Regions from separate parts of the Sus scrofa genome. Here regions 1, 3, 4, 5 and 6 are each linked to region 2. The links are chromatin contacts, called in public Hi-C, HiChIP or PLAC-seq and promoter capture Hi-C maps. All regions are on one chromosome and are shown on one strand. Each heading gives the region's core, a stretch centred on a gene start, on an enhancer-like site or on the middle of the called end of the contact. The rest is flanking DNA. Distances are from core to core; before and after follow the strand shown.

Region 1 (2,700 bases), core at 26-2,525, 250 kb before region 2:
ACTGACTCTTGAGATCTGGGGTCTGGGCTGGAGAGAGATCAGGCCCCTGAGTTCCTAGTTCCCCTTGCGCCCCAGCTTTGTCCTTATCTGTGGTCTTTCTGGCTGCCTGTGGTCTAGAAGTCCCAGGCCACTGAACTGCTTATCTCATTCAAAAGCTCCAAAAGGAAATGAATGATGAATGAGATTTGAGCATGAGGACAGGGGAGCGAGGAAAGAGAGAAAATTAGAATCAAGGAGGAAATGAGAAGGAAATTGCAAGTTAAGGAGAAAGAAGAAAAAATCCTATATATCTCACAGAGGACTTGAAATGTTTTTATACATTATAGTTATAGTACAAGAGAAGACACTTGGGAATAGAACCAAAATTTTCTGATGGAATCAAATTATAATACTTGGACAAGACTTGGACAGTACTTAAAATGAGCAATAAGATATTGCCACTCTTGGAGTTCCCGTCATGGCTCAGTGGTTAACGAATCCGACTAGGAACCATGAAGTCGTGGGTTCGATCCCTGGCCTCACTCAGTGGGTTAAGGATCTGGTGTTGCCGTGAGCTGTGGTGTAGGTCACAGACATGGCTTGGATCTGGCGCTGCTGTGGCTGTGGCATAGGCTGGCGGCTACAGCTCCAATTCGACCCCTAGCCTGGGAACCTCCACATGCTGTGGGTGTGGCCCTAGAAAAGACAGACCAAAAAAAAAAAATTTGCCACTCTTACAGGCAAAGTGAAACTGTGATCATGTAAAATTTTTTTTCTCCTGACAACAAAAGCCATGTGACTTTTGGAGGGTTTTTTTTGTTTTGTTTTGTTTTTTTGTTTTTTGGTTTTTTTTGCTAAAATGCAATGCAGTCAGAATTGTATTATATGGATATTTAGATATAAATGGCATTGAGAGACAGTGAATGCTATCCTGATAGGTTAAAAAGTTGTACCCCCAAAAAATGTCCTCAAAGAATTAATAGACGGACATAGTAAAGAAGTTGTTAACTTTTGAAGGCTCAGATATCCCAGGGTAAAATTGAAAGATGCCTCTTTGATGCTGCCTCGTAAGCCTGAGTTGGAGGGACCAGATGGCTCCACCACATGGTTCCTGCCCCATCAGGCCCGGCGCCTCTCTGGATGGTTTTGTCATGTAGTCTTGTGTCCACTAGAGGTTGAGCTTGGACCACAAAGGCTTGCCTGGCTGCTGCTCCTCATTCTTAGAAACTCTGCAGTTGTGCCAGGCTCATTGCTGTTCGAAAGGACTTGGGCTGGAGAGGAAGGGAGGAACAGTGCCTGACTCAGAGACTCGGGGAAGGCTGGAGGCGCCGGGTCCCGCCCTGCTCAGAATTGCTCAGGGGCGGCTCTGGTCCCATCCGTCAGCCCTGCGGTGGCGGTTCCTCTGATCAGGGAGCACAGCGAGCAGGGGAGAAAATGTTTCCAGGGGCCTCAGGTGTTTCTGAAGTGTCTCCTGGGCTAGGTTCTCAGCTGGCCCATCTTGACCCTGAGTGTCCTCTGTAGCCGCTCCTGGGATGGCTGGTCGGGGTCCTTGGGGTGGGGAGGGGGGCGGTGAGAGTGCCCTCATGGCAGGGCTCCTCATGGCAGGGCTCACAGTACACAGTACAGCCTTGCTCTCCTGGGGTTCAGCGTGGGTTCCTTGGGAACCCACACCTCAGCCTGAAAGGTGACATTTCTTTTTTGGGGACCACACCCACGGCATATGGAGGTTCCCAGGCCAGGGGGCCAATCAGAGCTACAGCTGCCAGCCTATAGCACAGCCACAGCAATGCCAGATCTGAGCCTCATCTGTGACCTACACCACAGCTCATGGCAACACCAGATTCTTAACCCACCGAGCGAGGCCAGGGATCGCACCTGCAACCTCATGGTTCCTAGTCGGATTCATTTCCTCTGGGCCACAACAGGAACTCCCGAAAGGTGACATTTCATGGTAAACATGCCTTCAATGGGCCTCACATTCCCATCCAGCCTCAGTGGATGCACGGTCCTCTAACAGGATTTTTTAGGAGTTCCCTGGTGGCTCAGCAGGTTTAAGGACCTGGCGCTGTCACTGCTGTGGGCTCTGGTTACAGCTGTGGCCTGGGTTCGATCCCTGGCTGGGGAACTTATGCATTCCATGGTCAAAGCCAAAAAAAAAATTTTTTTTAATTTTTTAAGCCCTTTAAGATTAAGGATTTCCAGGGCAGGCTGGGGGAAGGTGACTGGAAAGAAAAAAAAAAACAATCAAAGACTTCAGATGCCTCAAAGAGAAAGGAAGTATTTTCACCCAGATGAGTAGGCAGGGCAGAAAAGAAGCCTCAGACCTGAGCAAGGCGCAGGTACCTTTCTGGGTGGCAGACAAGAATTGCCCTGTGAAAACTAAGGGGTGTTTTTGTCCCTTGGAAGGGAAAACTAGAAACTAGCATGTTATGTAGGTATAGGGTACGTGGTTTTCTATGAAACAGGAGGAAAATACAGAATATCTTGAGAGTGGAAAAGAGAGAGCTTGACCATTTAGGCTACAGTATACCCTTCCCTGAGTTTGTGGCTGAAGCGTTGTCATTCTTTGGCGCAGTGTTATTACAAAGCCGTATTCTGTGAGTTTCTTTGGCCCCAGCATTAGGCTTATCCATCACTTCAGTTACGATTTCCTAATGACCCCGTCCTCATGCCCGCTCTCGGCCGTGTGGGACCTGCTTCCGGGTTTCCAGAGACCAGATC
Region 2 (2,700 bases), core at 33-2,532:
TTGGGGCAGCCTCTTTTCTTCCCCTCCCACCGAAGCTCTAAAAAGAGCAGGCTTTTTCCCAGTGGGGGCTGGGAGGAGTAAGAGGTGTAGGGGAAATGCTTCTGCCTCCAAGCAGAGCTTACTACACAGAGCTGGGCCTGTTCCCTCCAAGTTACAGCTGTAGATATGATGACTTGGCTGGGATAACATTTATCCCATGTTTTGGCAACCTACTACCTCAGTGCTTAACATGGAAAGAGGCCAATTCCCTCAAATCGGTGCAAGAAAAAGGAGAAAAAGTTAGATCTGGAGGCACCTTGGGGCTCATCTACCCCCTGGATTGAAAGATGAGGAAACTGCAGCCTGGCGACTAAGTCACTTATCAAGGTCACAGAGCTGCTGCTGATTAAGACCAAAGACCAAGTTCCCTGCTTCTAAACTCAGTGGCCTCTCCCTTTAAACTCACATCCACCCACCTACACACCAACAAATACACCCCACCCTTTGCAAAAGTAGCCCACTCAGGCACACACAGAGATGAGTCAATGGGTCCTATGTCCCTAAAGTATACGACTGTCTCTCCCCTTTGGGACAGGGCACTGCATAAGACAAATTCTTAGACATTCTGACCCAGCAGAGAAAGTCTTTAGAGCAGCCCCCAGGCCTTCCTCTCAACTCTTCCTTTCTCTACTCCTGTTGAACTTCCAAAACGTGAAAGCCCTGGCTCACACCAAGTAGGGTGAGAGCTGCCAGGAGAACCCTTGGGGAACAGTGCCCAGAGCGAGCTTAGGGGCCGGGGACCCCGGGGCCTGATGCTTAACGCGCCGGGGCAGAGGTGAGGGAGAAGCGCATCCACTGTCTGCAACCCCCCTCCGGCCTTCTGCCACTCCAGACTCTAGGCTAGGGACCTTAAAGGCGGGACTTGGGCTCTGGGAGGAGGGGGCACGAAGGGCAGAAGGCAGAGGTTAGCGCCTCCGCCCCGGCTCGGCCCCTGCGAGGCCCCGGTGCCCAGTCCCTGGCGCGCAGGTTTGGAAAGCGGGAGGCCTCGCCCGACAGCCGCCTAGGCTGCTCGGGTCCCCATATATAGTCATATCCACCGTCAACTGGGAGGCCGGCAGGCGGCAGCGAATGGGCGTGCGGCCCCCGCGGGAGCAGCGGGGAGGGCGCAGGGGGGCGGAGGGAGGAGAGGGGGAAAGGGGGCAGGAGAAAAAAGCTTTTCCAAAAAAGTATTGGCTGTCTTGAGGAATGCGGTCGCCCCCTTGGGAAAGTACATATCTGGGAGCAGCAGGCAGCTCAGCACTCGCACTCCAGCTCGGCCGCTCCACCGCGCGCTCGCCTCCCCGCTTCTGCCGCAGCCCCAGGGCCCCTTACCGCCGCCACCATGGACGCCATCAAGAAGAAGATGCAAATGCTCAAGCTCGACAAGGAGAACGCCTTGGATCGAGCGGAGCAGGCGGAGGCCGATAAGAAGGCGGCAGAGGACAGGAGCAAGCAGGTCTGCGCCTCCCCAGCCTAGCGCCCGCCGGGGGCTGGGAGCCCCCGGACCTGAGCCTGGCACCCCTTCGCGGTCCCTCAACCTGAGGACTCCGGGAGCCGCCCCCAGCCCTGGGCTTCTGAGAAGGGGGAGGGGAAGAGCGAGACTCGGGCGTATTCTAACTTTTTCTCGTCTGGGGACGCTTATTTCCCTACTCTGGTTCCCAGAGCCCGCGAAGTCCATTCAGGTCCTAGAGGCACTTGATTCTAAGGATCTGAAATCAGTTTGGGATCGGCGTAGGGATGCGTTTGAAGGGAATCAAGTCCAGAAAGTATTACAAGTTCTTCTGGATTTTTCACTGGAGAGAATAAAACTTTTATGTGGAATAGAGACGGGGCCGGGGGCGGGGGCAGAGGGACGGGACAGTCCTGGAGTTTTTTCCTAAAAGCAAAGATGGGACAGAATAAACAATAGGCCCGAAGTCTAAGGAGACGGGAGCGTTTTTCTGCACCCCCAAGTTGGACTTGAGTCCACTGAAACCTTGGCAGGAGTCTTGTCCCGGAGAAGGTGGGGGTGCTGAATGGGCTAGGGGCTAGACGAAGTTATCCAAAGGCCTTTGAGCCCCACTTCGGCGGTGCCCCAAACCCAGAGGACCCCAGCCAACCCGGTGCCCCGTGTGTTGTGTGTGTGTGTGTGTCTAACACCCGGTCCGTGCCGGCCGCCCGCGCCCGCCCGCCGCCGCCACCCCGCGCCCCCCCCCTCCCCGCCCCCAGCTCGAGGAGGACATAGCGGCCAAGGAGAAGCTGCTGCGGGCGTCGGAGGACGAGCGGGACCGGGTGCTGGAGGAGCTGCACAAGGCAGAGGACAGCCTCCTGGCCGCCGATGAGGCCGCCGCCAAGGTACCCAGGGCGCGCGGCGCGGCTCACGAATGGCTAACTCTGTCTCTCTCTCTCTCTCTCCCTCCCTGTCTTTCCCTTTCTCTCTCCCGCTGTCCCTGTCCTTCTGGCTCTGTGCACCCATATCCCATCACTGCGGGATCACGCTGCCTGCTGCACCCCCCCCTCCCGCCCCCGTCCCCCACGGCCAACTCTCAGCTGGAAGATGAGCTGGTGTCGCTGCAAAAGAAGCTCAAGGCCACCGAAGATGAACTGGACAAATATTCCGAGGCTCTCAAAGATGCCCAGGAGAAGCTGGAGCTGGCGGAGAAAAAGGCCACCGATGTAAGTGCACACACATACTGCCTCCCT
Region 3 (2,736 bases), core at 58-2,557, 140 kb before region 2:
CTGGGAATTTTGCGCATCATGAGTGCAGTGGAGTATGACCAGCCCAGAGTCAGGACGCTGTAATAGACCACTTCTGTCAACGCCAGTGTGTCTCAAGGGGGAGGCATTTCTAATGGTTTCATTGCCTTGACTAACAAAAAAGATTCTTAAACATCGTAAAAAAAGAGTATATTAAAACACTGAAGAAAAATCATGAAAGTAATTAGAGTGGTATGGATTTTTTAAGATGTGTATATGAATATACATAATACATAATAAATTTTTTATCATGGAAGCTTTCAGACACAAAAGTGGCACGAATACCATGGTGACTGGACCCATGATCAGCCATCAACAGCTGGAATAGTGTGTGCATGAGAGTTCCAATGAAAGCCACATGGCTTTTAACATTTTCCCATGTGTTAATGAGCTCCAGTGACTCCATAATGCAGTTGTGTTAAACTGATATCCAAGCCCTTGAAATTACTCTCCATCTCATTCCCCACCTGCCTTGAGCACCTCTCTGAATAAGTAAGAAAGAGATCAGTTGATTAACTTATCACAAATCATTCAGGAAGCTTAACTAGGGCCTGAAACAGGAGGTGCTCCCAAGAGTTGAGAAGATAATCATTATAGCAGAACCAGAGCTAATGTTTATTGAGCAGTTACTATGTGCCAGCTTCTCTTCCAGCGGCTCTACATGTGTCAGTTCACTGAACTCTCATACCAGGCCTGTAACGTATATCCTATCTTCATCCCTGTTTTGTTTTGTTTTATTTTATTTATTTATTTATTTGGTTTTTAGGGCTGCACCCGCAGCATAAGGAGGTTCCCAGGCTAGGGGTCGAATCGGAGCTACAGCTGCCAGCCTGTGCCAGAGCCACAGCAATGTGGGATCCAAGCCACAGCTGCGACCTACACCACAGCTCATGGCAACGCCAGATCCCTAACCCACTGAATGAGGCCAGGGATAGAACCTGCGTCTTCACGGATACTAGTCAGATTTGTTTCCGCTGAGCCAAGATGGGAAATCCCATTCCTGTTTTCAAATGGGAACATTTGACACAAAGAAGTTAAGCCACCTGCTCAGCTTCATACAATTACTTAGAGGCAGAGTAAGGATTTAGACCCAAGCTTCCTGACTCCAGAGCCTGCCATCTTAACCAAACAAAGCCTGACACAGACAAAATGATTTCTTCGGGGAGAGATGAGGATAGAGAGGAGAGTAGCTGGTATGGAACACTGCTGTGGGCCCAGGCACTGGGCTAAATGTTCCCCTGTAACATCCTAACAACCCCGACCACAGAGCCGTGGACCTCAGTGGGAGATGACATCAGCGTTCTTCCTGAATGAGAAGGCGTCCTGGCTTCCTCACAGCCAGGCCTTGGGCGGGATTCTGTATATTTAAAAAATAAATACCTTATGTGTAAAAAATATTTGTAGGAAAAAAGTCAGGGAAAATTCCTCCACGTATTAACAAGTGCTGGTCCTCACCCACAGTGGAAGAGAGTTGGGGGAGGGGGTGATAGGGATTTTCCTTTTCTTTTTATTCATCCCAATTTGAATTATTAATTTAATAATAGTGTGAATTATTTTTGTTACAGAGAGTACAGGAAGGGAGAGGGGGGCAAAAATCCAAGAAGGAAAAGTGATAGTCTGGCCTTCAGCCCCTTGGGGCTGGGATGGGGACGTGGGCAGCAGGTGGAGAGGTTGGAAGCCTGGGGCAGTGTGAGATGGGCAGCCAGGACCTGGGCTGTGTCTCAGGTTAGGGCTCAGCTGGACTTAAAGGTCATGACTCATGGGGCTCCCACCCTGTCCTGGCAGGATGTAGTGGCACTGCGAGGCCGTAGCAAGTCAGCTTGTGTAAAAATACACAGAGCCGCTGGGCTCTGGTTTCTGGAGGGGCAAAGAAAAGCAGCCACATTCTGACACCTCCGGGCCCACACTCATCTGGTGGATCCTCCAGAGCTGGGGCTGTTTGTTCTTGAACACTGCATCTTTGGGATTAAAAATAACCCTCTTTTTGGCTCAGCTGCTCTCTCCCTGCCTGGGGGCAGAGATGGGCGAAATGATCCCAGATGTAGGCGTTTTCAGCCTGGATAGAACTCTACCCACTGTATTCCCCTGGCCAGCAAGCCACCCTCCACCATGAGCCTTTGATTGTAAAAAGGGTGGCAGGGAGCAAGGAATTTGCAGTGTCTACCAGGCAGGAAAGTTACAGAACCTCACTGGAATAGCCATGCTGATGCCACTAGTATAGCAATGGAGTGCTCTTAAGAGAATGTGCTAGGCCCTTTATCAACTATTTCTTTACCAACTATTAAGCACCATAAAAAAATGTGAGTTCTGCTGCAGCATGATGTGGGATTTGAGAGTGCCACAAGTCTCAGTTTACCCCCTCAAAATCTACCATTAGAATTGTTAACAATTCTACCATTAGAATTGTTCCTTTCATACTGAAAAGTTGTGCCTCCAAGGTGCCTAAATCTTATACCTGGGAGGGTAGATGCTGGTGATTAAAAGTAAGACTTTCTTAGGTTGGTAAACACTGTTTGTTTCTTTTTTTTAATGGCTACACCCATGATATATGGCAGTTCCCAAATCAGGGATTGAATCTGAGCTGCAGCTATGAGCAACACCACAGCTGCAGCAACACTGGATCCTTTAGCCCACTGTGGCACAGGGGAACTCTGGCAAAGATTGTTTCAATTTAGAAACTTACACATACAGGGGTTCACTTCCATCCTGATCCTCATC
Region 4 (2,700 bases), core at 29-2,528, 190 kb before region 2:
AAACCATAGGAGGGGGTGGCAAGTCCAAGTGTGTATGAGGGGGACAGTGTCCTGAGGGTCACTGAATGAGCACCTGGCTAAGGAGCTTTTAACATGCAGGTTACCAGGAGCCCAGCTTGGCTTTATTCTCACCTGGTGATTCCAAAATCCTGTTTGAGGGTGCGGGGGTGGGGGGGGGGGGCGGTTCTCTCAGACGGCAATTCTATCAAGTCTAAACTGCACTCAGAGAAATTCAACCGTGTTTTTACTTGAACACTCTGCACCCTCAGCAGGCCATGACTGCAGCAGCTTTGCTATGCTGCCTTAACGTCCCACACAAGAAGCTCTTAGGGCCCCAGAGCAGGAGTGCCTGGGGGGCTGGCACCTGGCGGGGACAAAAGCAGACGTCAGCACTTGTGGCTGGATCAGGAGCTTCCTGTCCGTTTGGGCCTTTCTCTCTGGAGATTTACTTTTAGAAACAAAAGCTTGGTTCAATTAAGGCTAGAACTGAATGTTGAAGAAGTGCTTTCTGGGCCTGAAGGCAGGCCGTGTTGCAACTGCGGCCTGGGTGTTGGGGCAGCCCAGAGGGAGAAGGGGCCTGAGCCAGGGCCCCAGTCCTATGGTTCCAGCAGCTTGATATTATAGGGCCCTTGTGGGGAAGCGGGAAAGGAGAGGCAGCCTGGACTCCGTGGGCATTAGGGAAGATGGGAAGAAACTAAAAGGCCCAGCCCTTCCCTTCAAAGATCTTAGACCTTCCTGAAGAATGCAGCCTCCTGCAAGGGAAAGTGAGAATAACACAAGTCACCCACAGGGGGCTGCGGGCTGGGAGGGTGCAGGGCATCAGGGCAGGAGCGCCCACGTGGGCTGGGTTCCCACAAAAGAGGCAGGCTGGGGTAGGCCCTCAGTAGATGGGAAGCAGCTGGGAGCACAGAACGCATCTGTGGCCTCTGCAGGTAGACAGAAAAGAAAGGGCAGAAAGAGGACCACAAAGCTGCCCGAAGCTAGAGGGACGAGTCAGACCCTTCAGGCTGGCTGCACTCTGCCTAAGCCCACGTTCTTCACGCCTGCCCTCCCTGCCTTCTGGTTCACCCTCAGCTCACCTGATGAATGGGGCACATTTTTCGGATACCATGGGCACTTTGGCGGCCCCCTTCTCAGGTGTGCATCCTGGAGGAGATGGCTGTGCTTGCCGAGGAGATGGCTCCTGACAAAGCACTTCTGCCACTTGGGCTGTTCCTGGGTTCCAGGGAGAAGAGCCCTTGGCACCCAATGTTGCTGTCCTTCCGGCTAGGTGTCCTGGCAGGTTGTGACCACAGGGGGCAGTGTGGTTCCATCGGACACTCATAGGGCACTCCTGTTTTCCTTGGGGGAAAGGGGGACATTTGTTGGGCAAATAAATATGAGAATACTAATATTAAAGGTAAACAACTAAATGCCTTATGCCTCTATGAGGTGTCTTAGGGTCTATAAGAAGCTCATATACATTGGATCTCTCAAAAAGGAGCATATAATATACAGTTTTGCCCCAATTTTTGGCCTTGGAGCACTTTCTTTTTCATTGCGATGTATTTTGAGAGACAAATGTTGCAAGCCTCATGCCTTGGGGAGCCCTGTTGTAAAATCCTACTGGAATTACTGTCTGTCTCCCCTGCCCTCTCAGCACACGTGGCCAGCCCTCTGTCTCGTATGACAAGGTAATATTTCGTCTGTGCAGCAGCCTCATCTAGGTCATAGGCAGGGATCACATCTTGTCACATGCAGCTTCCCCAGCACCTAAAACCGAGCTGTGGAGATATGAGAAATGTAATGAAGACAGATTGCCTAGGTGATAAACGTTGGACCGTGCAGTTGGCAACCAGTGTTTATGACCTGGGGATCAGCTGTTTTGGACTCTGGCTGATTTGAACTTTAAGAGGCCAAAAAAAAAAAAGTGTGCAAACAGTTACCCACAGCTGCCCCTTCCTTCCCCACCCACTCCTATGGCCCCACAAGGCAACACTATTGCTACAATAGCTTCTCTGAAAGTTGCTCGCTTAGGATTCCCTTCCTGGGACAGCTGCAAGGAAACACAGCTTGATCCTATATATCCTGAAACCTCCTGACAACACTCAGCATTGTTCAGCAAAATCCCAAAAATGGGCTCCAGCCAGTCAGAGGTTGTTAATGAAATACTGAAAGGACCTCAGATGCTGTGAGCTATAAAATGGTGCTCATGGTCCAAATCCTAGTGGAATGTGAAGGCCATCTGGAAGAAAAGGAAGGCCAGAGTTTCCTCCTGCAGCTAAAGGGCATCTGAAATCTGATTCTCCAAACATTTTCCTCCACTTTTCTCGCCTCATAAGGCAGCACAGTGAACAGACACAGGGCGGGGGTGGGGGGAACATGACTTTGGACTTCAGATGGACATGGCTTTGAGCAAGTCACTTCCTTCCAAATCTTGGGGTGGGGGTGAGGAGGGGTCTGGACTAAACTCTGTACTTCACCCTCCCACCATCTACTTCCCCTGCCCCTGTGGAGCCGCAGCAATACTTTGGGAGCGTCGAACTCAAGTCTGGGGCAGGCCCAATGGGTCCCAGGACAACACCATTCCTCCCAGTGGTGCCTGGTTCTGGGATGGGCTGCAACCTGATCTGGCCAAGGGGCTGGGAGGAAATGCCTCAGGGAGGACGGAGCAGCCTCTTGTGTCCACAGGCAGAGCCAGCCTCAGGATGGAGCCCACCC
Region 5 (2,700 bases), core at 48-2,547, 160 kb before region 2:
ACACATAAACCGCCCCTGCTGCAGATGTCCTGAGAAAATGCATTTGTGTGACTGAGTTGCAAGCTGAACCAGCCACTTCCTGGTACGTGATTCTTGGTGCATGTGAGCAAGAGACTCTTGGACTAGGAATGGGATCATTGGGCCATAGGCTGTATGTGTATTCAACTTCAGGAGAAGATACCAAACTGTTTTCCAAAGCAGTTACACTAAATTGCAAGAAGGTATACAAGATCTTGTGAGTCCACCTTCTCTCCAGCACTTGGTATTGTCAGACTTTTACATATTTCACACCACAAAGGTTCTAAAATGGCATCTTGTTGTAATCTCTGTTTCTGTTTTCCTAACCATCAATGAGGTTGGTTGTGTTAGTTGACCATATACTTTGCCCACCACTGCTAATTTTGAATCTGCTGAGTCAGCCAATATCACAGAAAACATGAGCATGTATAGTACCAGTGGGGGATGGGAGACCTGGCTGAGTATTTCCATGTTTAGTGTATTATAAGATGCCTTCAATTGTAAGATGCATTATCAATTGAATATAGATTTTTCAAAAAAAACCAAGAAATGTCACATCAAATTATATAATTTTTAAACAAATAATTGTGAACATTTTTCTTTTTTAAAAATGTTATCAAAGTATACTTGATTTACAATGTTGTGATAATTTCCACTGTATAGCAAAGTGATTCAGTCATACATACATACATTATATGTATATAATATATATAATTATTCTTAATATATATAAGATAATAATATAATATATAATATATTATATATTATATAACATAAGATAATAATATAATATAATAATATATAATATTATATATAAGAATATATATATATTCTTTTCCATTATGGTTTACCACAGGATGTTGACTATAGCTCCCTGTGCCAAAGGTACACCAGGATCTTGTTTATCCACCCTGTATATAATAGTATGCCTCTGCTAATCCCAAACTCCCTCTGCTAATCACCCTTCTCCCACTTGGCAACCCCAAGTCTGGTAAACATATATTTATCTAAGCCATTACATACCATTTCTACTTTATGTAACCATTTACAATCTACTCTGAAGTTTTCTCTACATTTGGCGTCTAAAGATTCTTCCCAGTTGAGGCAAATACTGCCAAAGACATGTAGAGTTACAGAGTCTGTGCTCGTGAACTTGACCTGAGTGAACTTAGTAAATACAGTCAATATGTCAGGTTTTGCGTGCATTTCCTATTTGGTTAAACTCATGGTTTCGTTTTCTCTGTAAATGAATTACATATCACTGGAAATCTGAAAGTCAGCCAGACACTTTTGACAAATGGATGCGTCGTGTCTGGTGATAATCTTCCACCAGGCATGAATTAGCCCCGGCAGCTTCTCACTTCCAAGATCTAAGTTTGCACAGCCCTGTAATGACGACCACGTCACGACTCCTCTATTTGCTGCTAGCAAATGAAATGTTCAAACGTGAGTGTATATCTTATTTCTCTTTTAATGATTTATGAATTAAAATGTAAATATATACCCATATGTGTAAGGCTGTATAGGATATGGGCATATGCATAAGCTTATAAACATGCTTGTGTGTGTGTGTCGCCAACCTTTACTGAGCATCTACTAGGGGATAAATTCTGTATCAGGGACTCTACATTCATTGTGTGAGGTATGTAACTTTGTGAGGTAGGTTATATTACCCTCATTCTAGAGAAAAGTGAGATTTGAAGAGGCATGGTAACTTAACCATGACTCCTAAGTGACAGAACGAGGATTCAAATCCAACTCAACCTGATTGCAATGCCTATAAACTTCCTAGCATGCTGGTCAGGGCACAGATGTTAAAGATGATGAGCCTATTTTTCAGGGACCCACCTCCATGGACCCCTGCTGGGTAAGATCTCAGACAAACTGGGGCCCAGCCTAGCCTGTCATGTCTCTAAAGGTGGATGCCTCTGTTTATGAAGAGGTTACTGGCAGGGACAATGGAGAGACTTACTAGAGAGTTGAGCTATGTTAAAAATAACAACAAGGTATTTATTGCTAAGCCTGTTAAGCTCCCTTGAGCTGTGTGCAAGCCGAGCAGGGGAGAGAGTGTTACTTGGCCCCAGGACAGGTGAGTCTAAGGTTGCTATTAAAATCTCCTGCATTTTCCCACCTCAGCCAGGGCTTGGTGTCATTTTTTCCAGTGTTGGTTGGTCCAAAATCCTATCTTTTCTTCTTATGATGAACTTTCATAAAAGTGATGAGCTAGTTGTCAACAAAGAGGCTCAGGCTCAGCCCTGGAAATGCACTTCTTTTCCTTTGGGGGTGTCCTGGCCCAGAGGGAGGAAGTGCTCCAGATGGGGGCTAACATGTCGTGCTATCGGGACTCAGGGGCTTGGGGTTTTGCCAGTCTCTAGTTTACACACTGTCTGGCTGGAAGCTCCTACAGTCCTGGCAAGATCTCAGGTAGGGGTGTGGTGGGGATGTGGATGCTGTTCCCCGCTGTCTGACAGGATGGCCCTAATTTTTCTTGGGCAAGAAAAAGCTGGGTTGGGTTTTTTCAGCCCTTTCTAAAGGAGTGTGTTCTTTCATCTCCCTCAAGTGTATGGCTTTGTCTAGCCCTTCACAAACTTTTTGCCACCAAAAAGTTTTTGTAATTTTCCCCCATGAGCCTCATCTTTTGAAGGTCTTTTATCCACCAAGCTGCAGGTTGGATTTTTTAAA
Region 6 (2,700 bases), core at 82-2,581, 130 kb after region 2:
TGAAATTTTACCTGGACATTTTACATCCATAAAGTAAGAATTTGGACTCTGAACCAGACGTTTCTTTTTATGTTTTTTCTTCTCCTCTTCCAAGGAAGGATGCAGTAAATCTCTAGCCAACTGAATAAAAAAGCATATTATTACTACTAGAATGAAACCACAACTCTGGCAGATTTAATCATGGGCGAGATATACATGCAAAAATAGAATAACAGTCATACTCAGAAGAGGCGCGCGCTCTCTCTCTCTACATATATATATATATATATATATATAAAATTGTTTAAAGGCTGTTAACTTTCACTAATACTTTTTATAATGCTTGTGTTCTCCAAGTCCCATAAAGGGGCTTTACGACGATCGGGAAACATATGGTAAGGTCAGAGCCGTTCTTCTTCACTTTAACAACAGTCTCCAGTGAAAATAAAACTCGGGTGTTAAGTAAGAACGTGATCCCTGAACCCGCCGAGAGTAGAAATCGCCGAGGTAGATCCGATAGTGCCAACATCGAGATGATTTCTGCCCCCAGGGTTCAACATCTGATCTGACAAGAACTCTTAAGTGCCTGACGCATGACTGTCCTAGATAGAGTTAATGTGTATGGCAACAGCGAAGACAGTTTTTAAAAAGGAAACAAGTAGGAAATTTCTACGGAAAAGGCAGAGGAGGCAAGAACCACGAAGCGAAAGGAGAGCAAGAAGCCTCGCGGGTGCGCACCGGAACCCAAGAGAGCAGAGTTAAGTTACTCGGGAGCTGTCCCCTCCCAGCCACCGACTCCAGACCGTGCGCTCCACGCCCAAGCAGGGCCCGACACGCCGCGCCGCCCGGACAAGTCCCAACAAGTCCGCCACGCGCGAAAAGAGCCGCTTGATCGGCGCTGCCGAGCCGCGATCGGCAGGGAACCCCGGGGGCCCGCGGAGACATCGAGCTAGCCCACCCCAGGGACCCCTCGGCCGATGGAGACGGCCAAAACCAAAGCGAAGCCTGAAAGTAAACAACTCACAGGCATGTTGATCCTTTTGCAAAGCACAGCCCTTCCAGACAGCTATGCTATACCCTCGGCGAGCCGCACGCGACCTGGAGCGCGGCGTCAACTTCCGGGATAGAGGAGGCTGGGAGGAGCGGCGGGCGCGTCCACTCTAGGCTCTCCTCTCGGTGGTGGGAGCGGGCTCCGGCCGCGATCCCCGCGACCCGTCTAGGGGAGGTGCGGAGGGGCACGCCCATCCGAGCTCCCAAAGCCCGAGATCCTAGCGCGTCCCTAGGCTAGGGCCGCGGCCCTCAAAGCTTCACACCGGGCCGGTGGTGCCAGGGGCCAGGCTCAACTGGTGTATGGCGGGTAGGGAGCCACGTTGGGCCTCTGGAGCGCAGGCAACCACTGCAGAGCGGACCTGGCTGGGCACGCTGAGTGGCTGGTCCGAGAACCCCACGCCAAGCCCTCCACTCTCCTGCCGCTCTGCGGGCGGGCACGTGGGAGATGCCTATGTTCTGTTCGTGTGTGTATTAAAAACTGTGATTAATTAAAACCATTAAAATGTGCCAGTGAGATTATAAAAGACTCGTATACTTGCTCATCTGGCTTCCAAGGTACCGGTTGTTAAATTCTTTGCGGGATGCTGCTGTGCCTTGGGTTTGCCTGGCCCTGAAAACGGTTTTAACGAGCACCGATTCGCTGCCGGGCTTTGTTCTCCTTTCTATACTGGGGATCACACTTTGCAGAGCGAACAGCTCAGGCTGAAAAAACGGTTGAGTGTCACCGATAGCCAGACTTGAAATGTTTTTGCTGAGGAGGACAGTCCTGTGGATTGGGTGTGAGCGAGTCTGATCAAAAGCTTAGAAAACAGGGAGGCGCTTGACCAGAAAAGTGTCCAAAATAGACATTCTCGATCAGCTTTTATTTCTCTTCGAAAAAATAATCCATGTGTAATACACATTTAGGAAAGTGAAGAAAAAGAGAAGAAATTTAAACTCACCGTTGAGAAGTAAACATTTTAATATTTTGACCTATAGCCTTCCAAACATTTTTTTAGTCAGTTGCATATATGTTTGGGGTTTGGTTTTACGTAATTCATATCTCTTGCGCATATTCTTTTATAGACTTGCCCCCCATTACTGTATAATGAACATCACTCCGGCACTCTATATTATCCTACATTATGACTTCTAATGGGCACATAGCATTCATCCTGTGAATAATCCTCTTTTCATCCATACGCTAAATTGGACACTAGGGCTGGGGTTTTTTTTATACTATTGAAAATATTAGTTAATATATTTTCAGACAGATAAGTACATGGATTAATACAATTGCATATGCAGAATCATAGCCTCCAAAGATAATGTTTTCATCCCTAGAATGTGTGGTTATATGGCAAGTGTAATTAAGATTGCTTGGAGTTCCCATTGTGGCTCAGTGATTAACGAATCTGACTAGGAACCATGAGGTTGCAGGTTTGATCCCTGGCCTTGCTCAGTGGGTTAAGGATCTGGCGTTGTGGTGAGCTGCAGTGTAGGTTGCAGATGCGGCTCTGATCCCTCCTTGCTGTGGCTAAAGCTCCGATTAGACTCCTAACCTGGGAACCTCCATGTGCCGTGGGAGCGGCCCAAGAAATGGCAAAAAGACAATAAAATAAAAAAGCCACTAACTTTATGGCAATTTGTTATAGTGAAAATAGAAAACGAATACAATAATGAAGATCCCTC

Evidence for each region. Promoter capture Hi-C pulls out the DNA fragments that hold promoters and counts their contacts. A called contact is a pair of places that touch in the nucleus more often than the background predicts. HiChIP or PLAC-seq counts read pairs in DNA pulled down with a chosen protein or histone mark.
Region 1: a Hi-C map of embryonic fibroblasts shows a contact between it and region 2, with 4 times the contacts expected there. The contact joins the enhancer-like site here to the promoter of TPM1 in region 2. A contact is called at or near these places in 3 of 5 promoter capture datasets (fetal liver, fetal skeletal muscle and liver), 17 of 47 Hi-C or Micro-C datasets (adipose tissue, alveolar macrophages, brain and 11 more) and 1 of 2 datasets of contacts at active chromatin or transcription factors (skeletal muscle).
Region 3: a contact with region 2 is called in an H3K27ac HiChIP or PLAC-seq map of skeletal muscle. The contact joins the enhancer-like site here to the promoter of TPM1 in region 2. A contact is called at or near these places in 2 of 5 promoter capture datasets (fetal liver and fetal skeletal muscle), 15 of 47 Hi-C or Micro-C datasets (alveolar macrophages, brain, embryonic fibroblasts and 9 more) and 1 of 2 datasets of contacts at active chromatin or transcription factors (skeletal muscle).
Region 4: an H3K27ac HiChIP or PLAC-seq map of skeletal muscle shows a contact between it and region 2. The contact joins the enhancer-like site here to the promoter of TPM1 in region 2. A contact is called at or near these places in 3 of 5 promoter capture datasets (fetal liver, fetal skeletal muscle and liver), 13 of 47 Hi-C or Micro-C datasets (embryonic fibroblasts, fetal heart ventricle, fetal liver and 5 more) and 1 of 2 datasets of contacts at active chromatin or transcription factors (skeletal muscle).
Region 5: a contact with region 2 is called in an H3K27ac HiChIP or PLAC-seq map of skeletal muscle. The contact joins the enhancer-like site here to the promoter of TPM1 in region 2. A contact is called at or near these places in 1 of 5 promoter capture datasets (fetal skeletal muscle), 8 of 47 Hi-C or Micro-C datasets (brain, embryonic fibroblasts, fetal heart ventricle and 5 more) and 1 of 2 datasets of contacts at active chromatin or transcription factors (skeletal muscle).
Region 6: a promoter capture Hi-C map of liver shows a contact between it and region 2, with 3 times the contacts expected there. The contact joins the promoter of RPS27L here to the promoter of TPM1 in region 2. A contact is called at or near these places in 1 of 5 promoter capture datasets (liver) and 2 of 47 Hi-C or Micro-C datasets (heart right ventricle and liver).

What each region holds. Positions count from the first base shown.
Region 1 is chr1:109,266,941-109,269,640 of Sscrofa11.1, reverse strand. All of the region lies in intron 44 of TLN2 (talin-2), which reads left to right. Among named protein-coding and RNA genes, the nearest start is that of MIR190A, 43 kb to the right of the region's middle. Within about 2 kb of position 1,275, at least 21 of the 83 cell types and tissues checked have an H3K27ac peak or open chromatin away from gene starts, as enhancers often do. A contact at or near this core is called in adipose tissue, embryonic fibroblasts, retroperitoneal adipose tissue and 1 more, where this site is marked.
Region 2 is chr1:109,014,532-109,017,231 of Sscrofa11.1, reverse strand. TPM1 (tropomyosin 1 (alpha)) reads left to right here and starts at 1,282. Exons shown (of 10, transcript NM_001097483.2): 1 at 1,282-1,474; 2 at 2,548-2,673. The coding sequence starts at 1,361.
Region 3 is chr1:109,158,177-109,160,912 of Sscrofa11.1, reverse strand. No RefSeq gene overlaps it. Among named protein-coding and RNA genes, the nearest start is that of MIR190A, 66 kb to the left of the region's middle. Within about 2 kb of position 1,307, at least 13 of the 83 cell types and tissues checked have an H3K27ac peak or open chromatin away from gene starts, as enhancers often do. A contact at or near this core is called in retroperitoneal adipose tissue and skeletal muscle, where this site is marked.
Region 4 is chr1:109,200,264-109,202,963 of Sscrofa11.1, reverse strand. No RefSeq gene overlaps it. Among named protein-coding and RNA genes, the nearest start is that of MIR190A, 24 kb to the left of the region's middle. Within about 2 kb of position 1,278, at least 12 of the 83 cell types and tissues checked have an H3K27ac peak or open chromatin away from gene starts, as enhancers often do. A contact at or near this core is called in fetal liver, fetal skeletal muscle, skeletal muscle and 1 more, where this site is marked.
Region 5 is chr1:109,178,363-109,181,062 of Sscrofa11.1, reverse strand. No RefSeq gene overlaps it. Among named protein-coding and RNA genes, the nearest start is that of MIR190A, 46 kb to the left of the region's middle. Within about 2 kb of position 1,297, at least 5 of the 83 cell types and tissues checked have an H3K27ac peak or open chromatin away from gene starts, as enhancers often do. A contact at or near this core is called in skeletal muscle, where this site is marked.
Region 6 is chr1:108,879,961-108,882,660 of Sscrofa11.1, reverse strand. It overlaps RPS27L (40S ribosomal protein S27-like), which reads right to left and starts at 1,331. Exons shown (of 4, transcript XM_003480338.3): 1 at 1,004-1,331; 2 at 12-120. The coding sequence starts at 1,009.